2 separate regions of the Hordeum vulgare genome follow, and region 1 is linked to region 2. A link is a contact called in public Hi-C data. All regions are on one chromosome and are shown on one strand. Each heading gives the region's core, a stretch centred on a gene start, on an enhancer-like site or on the middle of the called end of the contact. The rest is flanking DNA. Distances are from core to core; before and after follow the strand shown.

Region 1 (4,624 bases), core at 264-2,763, 170 kb after region 2:
GAGGACAAGCTTCTTTGCGAGTGTTGGAGAGACATTGGGCAAGATCCCAAGACAGGCGCCGAACAAAAGCATTCAACCTTTTGGATTCGTGTTCACCGTGAGTTCCATAAGCGCAAGAAGTTTCCCTCATATCAAATAGCAAGTAAGCGGGTGGGTGTCCATTTCGGAGCGTTGGAGGGTGATCCAACAAGAGTGCAACAAGTTTTGTGCCACTCATGAGAGCGTCAAGGCCCGCCCCATGAGTGGCATTGGTGTGCAAGACATGGTATTCTAGCAAGCCACCCTCTATTTGTGTCATCAAGACATCAAGTACATGCTTTTCGTTGTTCATTTGCATATCATTTTTGTCAATATGCTTCCATAAAATACATTTGTAGGCATTTCAAGCGTTGGAGGCATTCAAGGTCCAACACAATGGCAAGTGCTTCAACCTCTCCCATTGCTTTAGGGTGATCAAAGACGAGGAGAAATTCAAGGGGCAATATGCCGGCCTCAAGTCGCGTGGTGGGAAGCAAGCCGTGGAGGAGGTTGGGGACGACGAGAAGGCTCGGCCGAGGGGGAAGACCAACTCCAAGAAGGAGGACAAGCGGGATGCGGCGTCGATCGTCTTGATCGCAACCTTGGAGGGCATGATCACCAAGAAGGACTCAAGGGAGGAGAAGCGCTGGCAAGAAAGAGAAGAGCAAATAAACGCCTTCTTGGAGATCCAAAGGAGGAGGCTTGACATGGAGGCGGAGAAGCAAGCACGGATGCTTGAGATGGAGGCGGGGAAGCAAGCCAAGATGCTAGAGATCGAGGCCGCCAATGCCAAGACCAAGGCCAAAGAAGTGGCTCTCGCGAGCATGATGACCGGGGTGGAGATCATGAAGGTGGATCTCAACATCGTGTCGCCAAGAAAGAGACCGCGGTTCGAGAAGATGCAGGCCAACATGCTCAAGTTCGATAATGAGTGATCTATGGCGGCGAGCGCCATATTTTTTGGATGCCGGCAGGTGTGCTGGCATGACCACGGGGCCGTGATGGCGTGGTCGAACTCAAGTGCCACCGTCTTTTTGTGCCGGCCGGCTGGCGAGTGCGCCAGCATGACTATGGTGCTATTTTTTTAGGCCGACATTGTATACCGGCGCTGGCATGATGCCGACGTGAAACATGGCCGCTGGCATAATCGGCCACGGGCCCTTTTTTAAATATGTTGATTACGGGCATGAAATTGGTCGGTGCGTTGGACGCACTGCCGACTCAAATCTAATACAGGACGGGCGCAGAGCGGACGGTCGACCTAAACGGATAAAAAAAATACAAATACACTGTCCGTTTGGATCAGACCGTTGGAGTTGCTCTTAGAAACGCAAATGTCATGATGGGAATGTGCCCTACGTAAGTTGATCGTCATTTTGTATCGTGTCGAAGTATGGAAACACGACGCAAGCATGGGCACGTAAAGGAAACTTGATGTTTCCGTACAGGAGGAGGACGTGCATGCACGTGCACCGGTCCATTCCATTATGTACTACAGTAGTAGTAGTACGTACTACTACGTAGACAAACGTAGTAGGAAGTGTACATCAATGGCAAATTGTGGCTTATAAATAGCACCCATCTGCATCGACCTCCGGCCACCACCACCCAACCCGCGGCCCCAAATCTCTCTCCCCGCTTTCCGGGAGACAGATCCAGCCATGGGCGCCGCGGCGAGGAGGGCGCCCGAGCAGGAGCAAAGCTGCAAGGCCACCGAGGACTTCGACGCCGCCAAGCCTCCGCCGTTCCGCATCGGCGACGTGCGTGCCGCCGTGCCCGCCCACTGCTGGCGCAAGAGCCCACTCCGGTCCCTCTCCTACGTCGCCCGCGACGTCGCCGTTGTGGCCGCGCTGGCCGTGGTCGCATGGTGGCTCAACAGCTGGGCCGTGTGGCCGCTCTACTGGGCAGCGCAGGGCACCATGTTCTGGGCGCTCTTCGTCCTCGGCCACGACTGGTACGCGCTTCTTCCTTCGCCCGGCCGCCGCAATCGATCCATCAATTAACCAGATCGTCGCCGTCCGAGGGCAATGCTGCATCTGTGTTCGATGCACACGTAGGAGTAGTATATTACTACTGTCTACTGGGACGCAGTAATAATTATTCCTCTTGTGATGCAGTGGTCACGGGAGCTTCTCGGACAGCTTGACGCTCAACAGCGTCGTCGGCCACCTGCTGCACACCTTCATCCTTGTCCCATACAACGGATGGTTAGCATCTTTCGATTTTTCTCCGCTTAACATAAATACAGACACTTTAGTATGTGTACCCAAACGCTGAACCGGCACAGATTGGGAGCACAAACGCTGCAAATTTGGAACAGAAGTGATACAGTTTGATACACATTCTGAAACTCTACGAAATGGGCTGCAATTTTCTATCATGGGTTTATTTAGGAAACAAAGAAATAATCATGAAAAGGAGCTAAAATTTGGAGCAAACCGATGCAATCAAGAAGCGAAACAGAGCTTCTCCCCCTATTATTATATATTATTATTAAAGAAAAGAAAATGTTCAGAGAAATACTCTATCTCTCGACAACTGTTTGAGTTGTTTAACACGAGTGCACAGTCTCCTACGTCGTCCACATTGAAAATTACACCCCACACGGAGACGAAAACGATGGACACAAGCCATGCGTCGTGCATGCCATGCAAGATTCTGAATTTTACTTTATTTCGCAAGGTTCTGCATTTTCTTGTGCAGCAATTTATTTATTTATATTCTTGAGGCATTTTCTTGTGCAGCAATTAATCAATTTATTATTTTTGCCGGGCAGCAATGATTTTCTTGTACTAGTAATTGCTGTAGTTAGCTTTGGCTGATTGACCATTTATGCTTGTTATGGCATAATTCAGGAGGATCAGCCACAGGACGCACCATCAGAACCATGGCCACATCGACAAGGACGAGTCATGGCACCCGGTTAGTAGTACCCTCATCGTACAAAACACTACCCGCTAACATTATTGCAATTCAGATTCAGAGCTGCTCAACCATTTGACAGATATTTGTAGGCTAGGGTATTGAATTATTCATAATATATATACATTCTACTACTCCCTCCGTTCTTAAATATAAGCCTAAATATAAGTCATTATATTTAAAAACGGAGGGAGTAGTAGGTACAGTAGTAAAAGGTTTGTGAGAGAGTTTGGCAGATTTGAGGTGAAGGGTGAAAAAGGACAAGCAAGCATTGCTTTCAGCTCAGCCTGAGATGCAGAGTGCACATGCAGTGGAGCAGGAAAGGGAGGGAATACTGGTACTAGTAGAGTATATACTTACTCTATGTGATTAGGCTGCCAAACTAAACCGCCCCTAAAGATCCATCCATCCAAGCAAAAGCTAGCTAGCGACATGTGGTCCGTCCTTTCCTAGACACTATTACCAGCCAAACACGAGCTGCAAGTAGATCTACTCATCATGTCTGTCGCGTGATCAGATCTGCATTCTGCTGCTGCCTGCTAAGTTGATCGCCGTATATCAGCAAAGATGCGCATCGAACCTTACCTTACCTTGGCTTTGGCTTTGCTTTGCTTAGTCACCCACCAGCCACCAAAATAGACCATTTCATAATGCAAAGGTCCCTTTCATGTCGATTGCCTGGCTGTCATTTTCGTAATAGACCAGCAGGCCTTGCCCTTTTCAGTCAAGCTTAGCTGCTTGTCGTGGCGATACATCAGTTTATTGCGATTTTAACCAAGATGGTTATCACTGACGTGGATGCAACTGAATTGAGCAGATTACCGAGAATGTGTACAAGGAGATGGAACCAAGCACCAAGAAGCTACGCTTCTCATTGCCATATCCACTCCTGGCTTTCCCTGTCTACCTTGTAAGAATCTTTTTCTCTGCATCCCCGAGTCTCAGCTCAAAACTGCACTGACTCCATCTTCCTTCTCCAATGGCTCAACACTTGCAGTGGTACAGAAGCCCGGGCAAGAACGGCTCGCATTTCAACCCAAGCAGCGATTTGTTCAGCCCCAAGGAGAGGCGTGACGTGATTGTCTCCACCACTTGCTGGTTCACGATGATCGCGCTGCTCATCGCCATGGCGTGTGTGTTCGGACCGGTGCCAGTGCTCAAGCTCTACGGGGTTCCATATGCTGTAAGCCACTGCTAACGGTTTTCTTAGTACTGCTTGCTTCCAAGCCACTAGGACTGGACAACTTACTGTTGTATCATCCGATGTGTATCATATAAAACAGGTGTTTGTGATGTGGCTCGATTTGGTAACGTACCTTCACCACCATGGTCACCAGGACCTCCCTTGGTATCGCGGCGAGGTACTTGCTATATTGAACATTGTTATTTTGAGCAAAATAGATCAGTTAATTACAAGTATATGTATGAAAAACATCCATCTTCTACGCACAGTTCATGAGTTAGCAGCCTATTTGTCACGACATGGAGTAGTAAAAATAGATTACCTCATCTTCTGAACATCTTAGCTACTATGATATCAGAGTTTAAAATAATTACGCTACATAAACTTGTTTGTAATGCTGTTTTTTTAGTGTTAAACTAGAATTTTTCCCCCTACGGATGAGTGGTTTTACTATTTTACCAGCACTCAATGTTCATTTGTCGACAACTAAATATATACCCT
Region 2 (4,041 bases), core at 177-2,676:
TCCTTATGATCCTCATTGGGTTCGACACTCTTACTTATCGAAAGGACTACGATTGATCCCCTATACTTGTGGGTCATCAATGATCAAAGTGAACTTGCGTGGTAAGTTGAGGAAGATAATATCGCTCTAAAAAATAACTTGGTAGAACTATTCGTCACTCTCCGATGAAAAAATCTATATAATCAAACATTGGACTCACATAAGCAATCATACTAGCAATCATTATAACAATGAAGAAGCAAAAAAAGTACCAAACACAGTAGTGAGGAGATGAAGGAAATACTTAAAACAAAGTTAAAACCATGAAATTCTGTCAAAGCAACCAACAATAGTTTTCCTACAAATAACCTATTATCAACAACAACAAGGCTTAAAAAACAAATACATAAGATAAAATATTTCACTAAATATTTTTCTGGCCAAAAGAATTACTTTTGAAAAACACAAATAAAGAAACTATGAAAACTAACACACAAAACAATACAAGTGTTTGTCCTAGAAAACATAACAGCAAAGAAAACACTAAGAATAATAAAATAACATAAATCAAAAATATAAAACAACTAAATTAATAGAAAGTATATCTCATAAAACATAGTGAGCAAAAAGAACCAATTGAAAAACATTTACCAAACTCTACTTATGACCTATACAAGGTTATCTTCGAATTAAACCAAAAAAAATTTCAACATTAATACATATTATTTGTGCTCTAAATTAAAATTAATTGAAAATAAAACTTATAAAACAATTTATAGAAAGCGCTTTCCAAAAGAATTTAGTTAGCATTGAAATCAATTTCAAGTAATTTATTGAATTTGAATTGATTCCATGCAAATCAATCTTAGAATAACACAAATTAAAATAAAATAATTTTATAGAGGAGCTACTGCTTACTAAAAAAACTTAAAATTATTTGTCACAAGTGACAAAATGAATTTAATTAAAACTATTTAAAACAAATAAATTAAAGGCTGAAAACAAACATAACTAAATAGTACCGTTTTTTGTTGTAAAGCCCAAATTTCAAATATTCTAAAATTTCCCAAATTATACCTAGTGATAAACGAAGTCACAAGTAACGAGTAGCAAAAAGAATAAACTCAAAACCTATTTTTAAACTCAAGTTATCCACAAAACAAGGTTTGAAGCCCAAATTTAAACTATTCGAACATAACCAAACTTTATATCTACACAAACTACGGAATTTTCTAAAACCCATGCAAAAAGACTCACTCAAAAACAAATAAAACCTAAAAGATAAAGCAATTCGAAAACAGAATCAATTATGGTAAAGAAGTTTAAACACAGAAAGGAAAAATCCCAGTGAACGGACAGGGGGCCATGTGGCCCGGTTTGGTTGGCCGGGGGGGTTTGCGGTTTCGAGCTATACGGACAGACTGCCGCAAAATAAAATAAGACGATTTGGCTAAATTTAAACGAGAAAAAACCGTCCGGTTCATTACAAATAAGCTGAAGCGGTACGCCGCTTCTAATCTATGCCGTTTAAAACTGATCGGACGGAGGGAGTCGAGCTCCGTTGATGGTGACCGTAATGATGCGGCTTGGGTGGCGATGCAGGCGATGGCTCCAGGGGTTCTCTGACGACGGCGAGGTTCTCAAGCGTTGCAGATCTTCATGCTGCGTTCGCGGGTGGTCGAGGTCGAGGTCGAGCTTGGGGACTACGTGGGTGACGATGGCGGGCTTCAGGGCGGAGGTGGCGCTCGGGTGGTTGTCAGGGAGGGAGCTCCGGTGGCTGAGGGTGGAGGACTCGTGGGTGGCTTCGGGCGGTGGGGAGGTGGTTGTGGTGGTGCGGTTGGACGACAATGACGCGGCGGCGGAGCTCTTCTCCGGCATGGAATCCTGGCGGCGAGAGGGCACGGAGAGGGGGCTTTCGGGGTGGAAAGGGTCGAGGGGAGGGCGGTATTTACATGGGATGTGTCGTTGGGTAGGGGGAAGCACCAGAATGACATGAATAGGCGAGGCAGATTCACTGCAGCAACAGATCTCCGACGAAGGAAGAAATCAAGGAAGAGAGGAAGGTGGAGATCCATCGGTCGGTGGGTCCTGCAAATCAGTTGGAGCGAGAGGTCATAGCGTGCGTCGGTGGTGTATCCGAAAAGATTCGGATCCGGTTGGGGTGGATTTGGACTCGATTCGATTGATGGGTCGTGCGGGACTTTCCTATCTAACGCATTATTTCCTAGTAAAAAAAATTCTATTTTATTTAAAAACAAAAAATAAAACTAAATAAAAATTATATAACGTTTATATAGACATATTATATACTAAAATGAACATAAAAGGATTTCGAACAACATGAACATATTTTTAAGGTCAAATAAAATTCTCACAAAATTAGATAATTCAAATAGTGCTAGTGTTCCAAATAAAATGCAATAAAAATATTTTAAAATACCGAAATGATTTCAAATTCATTTTCTCTAGTTTTCTATTGTAGTTAATCATTTTATCTTACTTTCCATATATTCTATTTTCGGAGAAAACTAAAGTTCAAAACAACTCTAAAATGACTTTAAATTTAAATTTTCATACCTTTTCCAAACTCTTTTCTATTTTTTGTCAAATATATTTCAACCCCCTCTGAAATTTGAAGTGTCATTTTCCTCTTCTCATTATGAATAACTTCGTGGGGTTTTGAAATTGGAAATTCAAATAAAACTTTGAAAGGGGCTTTCAAATTGATTTCATTGAAACTTTCAACTCTCTTTCTTTTGATTTGAAGAAGTCATAGTATCTCCTCTCTCGAAACTCCTTGAGTTGCATAAAGTTTACGAATTTTATATGTTTCAAATGGAATTCCAATCTTTTCAAATCCCTTTTTTCATTTATATAAATGGAAGAGGTAATTTCATCTTCTATCTAGGGTTTTGTGTTGGAATGAATTTGAAATCAGAAGCAAAGGGGAAAGTCATTTTATTCCCTATCATTCAAAGGTTTCCAACAGTTTCAAATTTCACTCAAATTCAATCAATAAATCAAAATATCAATGATTCAATTATTTAATATAACATTCCAAAGTTTGGGTTGTTACACATTCGCCGGGCCTAACTTCGATGTTGCGTAAAATGTTAATATCGCGATCCTGAGTCCCCCCCTCGACAACTCCCTTAGGGCTCTGGCTCGAAGAACCCTTCCTTGAAGAACTACTCTTGCAGAAGTTCATTTTCCTACACACAAATTTCTGAAAGTTTTTGGACCATAAAATTATGTTTGTAAAACCTTGCAAGGTTGATAGTAACTACTCGTATGGACGCCTAGAGGACATATAAAGAGTTACCACTACTTGGAACTCAAAGAATTTGACATACAAGCTCATTTTCAGTAGCACCAAGTGTAGCATAATATGCAAAATATAGACCATTAAAGCAAAAACTAATTGGAGGAATGGATGAGCCACATACCAAAGAGCAATTCCTCAAAACAATTTCGTAAAAAGAGTTTCGAGTAAAGAGATCAAAAATTTCAGTTAGTAGAGGAAGAACATGGGAAAGAGAGAGCATGAGAATTTTTTCAGAGTTAGGTGATGAAATGGGATAAAGGGATAAGGTAGTGGGGCATATGGGCCCCACAAGGCATCAAGGTGTGGCTAGGGGGTGGTCGCGCCCTTTTGCCTTGTGGCCCCTAGTTGCACCTCCTTGCTGCATTTTTTGTGCCAAACATCCTTAAATATTCCAAAAAAATCATGTTAAAATTTTGTGGCATTCTGAGACTTTTTCTTTTTGGGCCATTTTTCTATTGCACAGAAAACTGAGAAAACAGGATAATCTTGGCATTTTTAACTTTTCTTTAACTAAGAGAACACATAACAAACTTGTAATACAAAGAGTGGTGAATACTCAATTCATCAATCACATGTCTTTGGAAAAGGATCCATTAATAAGGTTGATCAAGTCTTATTAATAACCATTTCCAATTGGCATGAAAACGAAGAATTTTCATGTATCACTATGTTACCTCAATGGGGATTTGCATCTCCCCAACAATAAGATTGTAATATTTGTTCTTAGCAGTGGATAG

What was found. A called contact is a pair of places that touch in the nucleus more often than the background predicts.
Region 1: a contact with region 2 is called in a Hi-C map of leaf, with 3 times the contacts expected there. The contact joins the promoter of LOC123448149 here to the enhancer-like site in region 2. A contact is called at or near these places in 2 of 6 Hi-C or Micro-C datasets (leaf and seedling).

Annotation. Positions count from the first base shown.
Region 1 is chr4H:134,556,023-134,560,646 of MorexV3_pseudomolecules_assembly, forward strand. LOC123448149 (fatty acid desaturase DES3-like) reads left to right here and starts at 1,514. Exons shown (of 8, transcript XM_045124937.1): 1 at 1,514-1,972; 2 at 2,136-2,225; 3 at 2,874-2,940; 4 at 3,758-3,850; 5 at 3,938-4,123; 6 at 4,224-4,301. The coding sequence starts at 1,680.
Region 2 is chr4H:134,390,470-134,394,510 of MorexV3_pseudomolecules_assembly, forward strand. No RefSeq gene overlaps it. Among protein-coding and RNA genes, the nearest start is that of LOC123448149, 170 kb to the right of the region's middle. Within about 2 kb of position 1,427, at least 2 of the 3 cell types and tissues checked have open chromatin away from gene starts, as enhancers often do. A contact at or near this core is called in leaf, where this site is marked.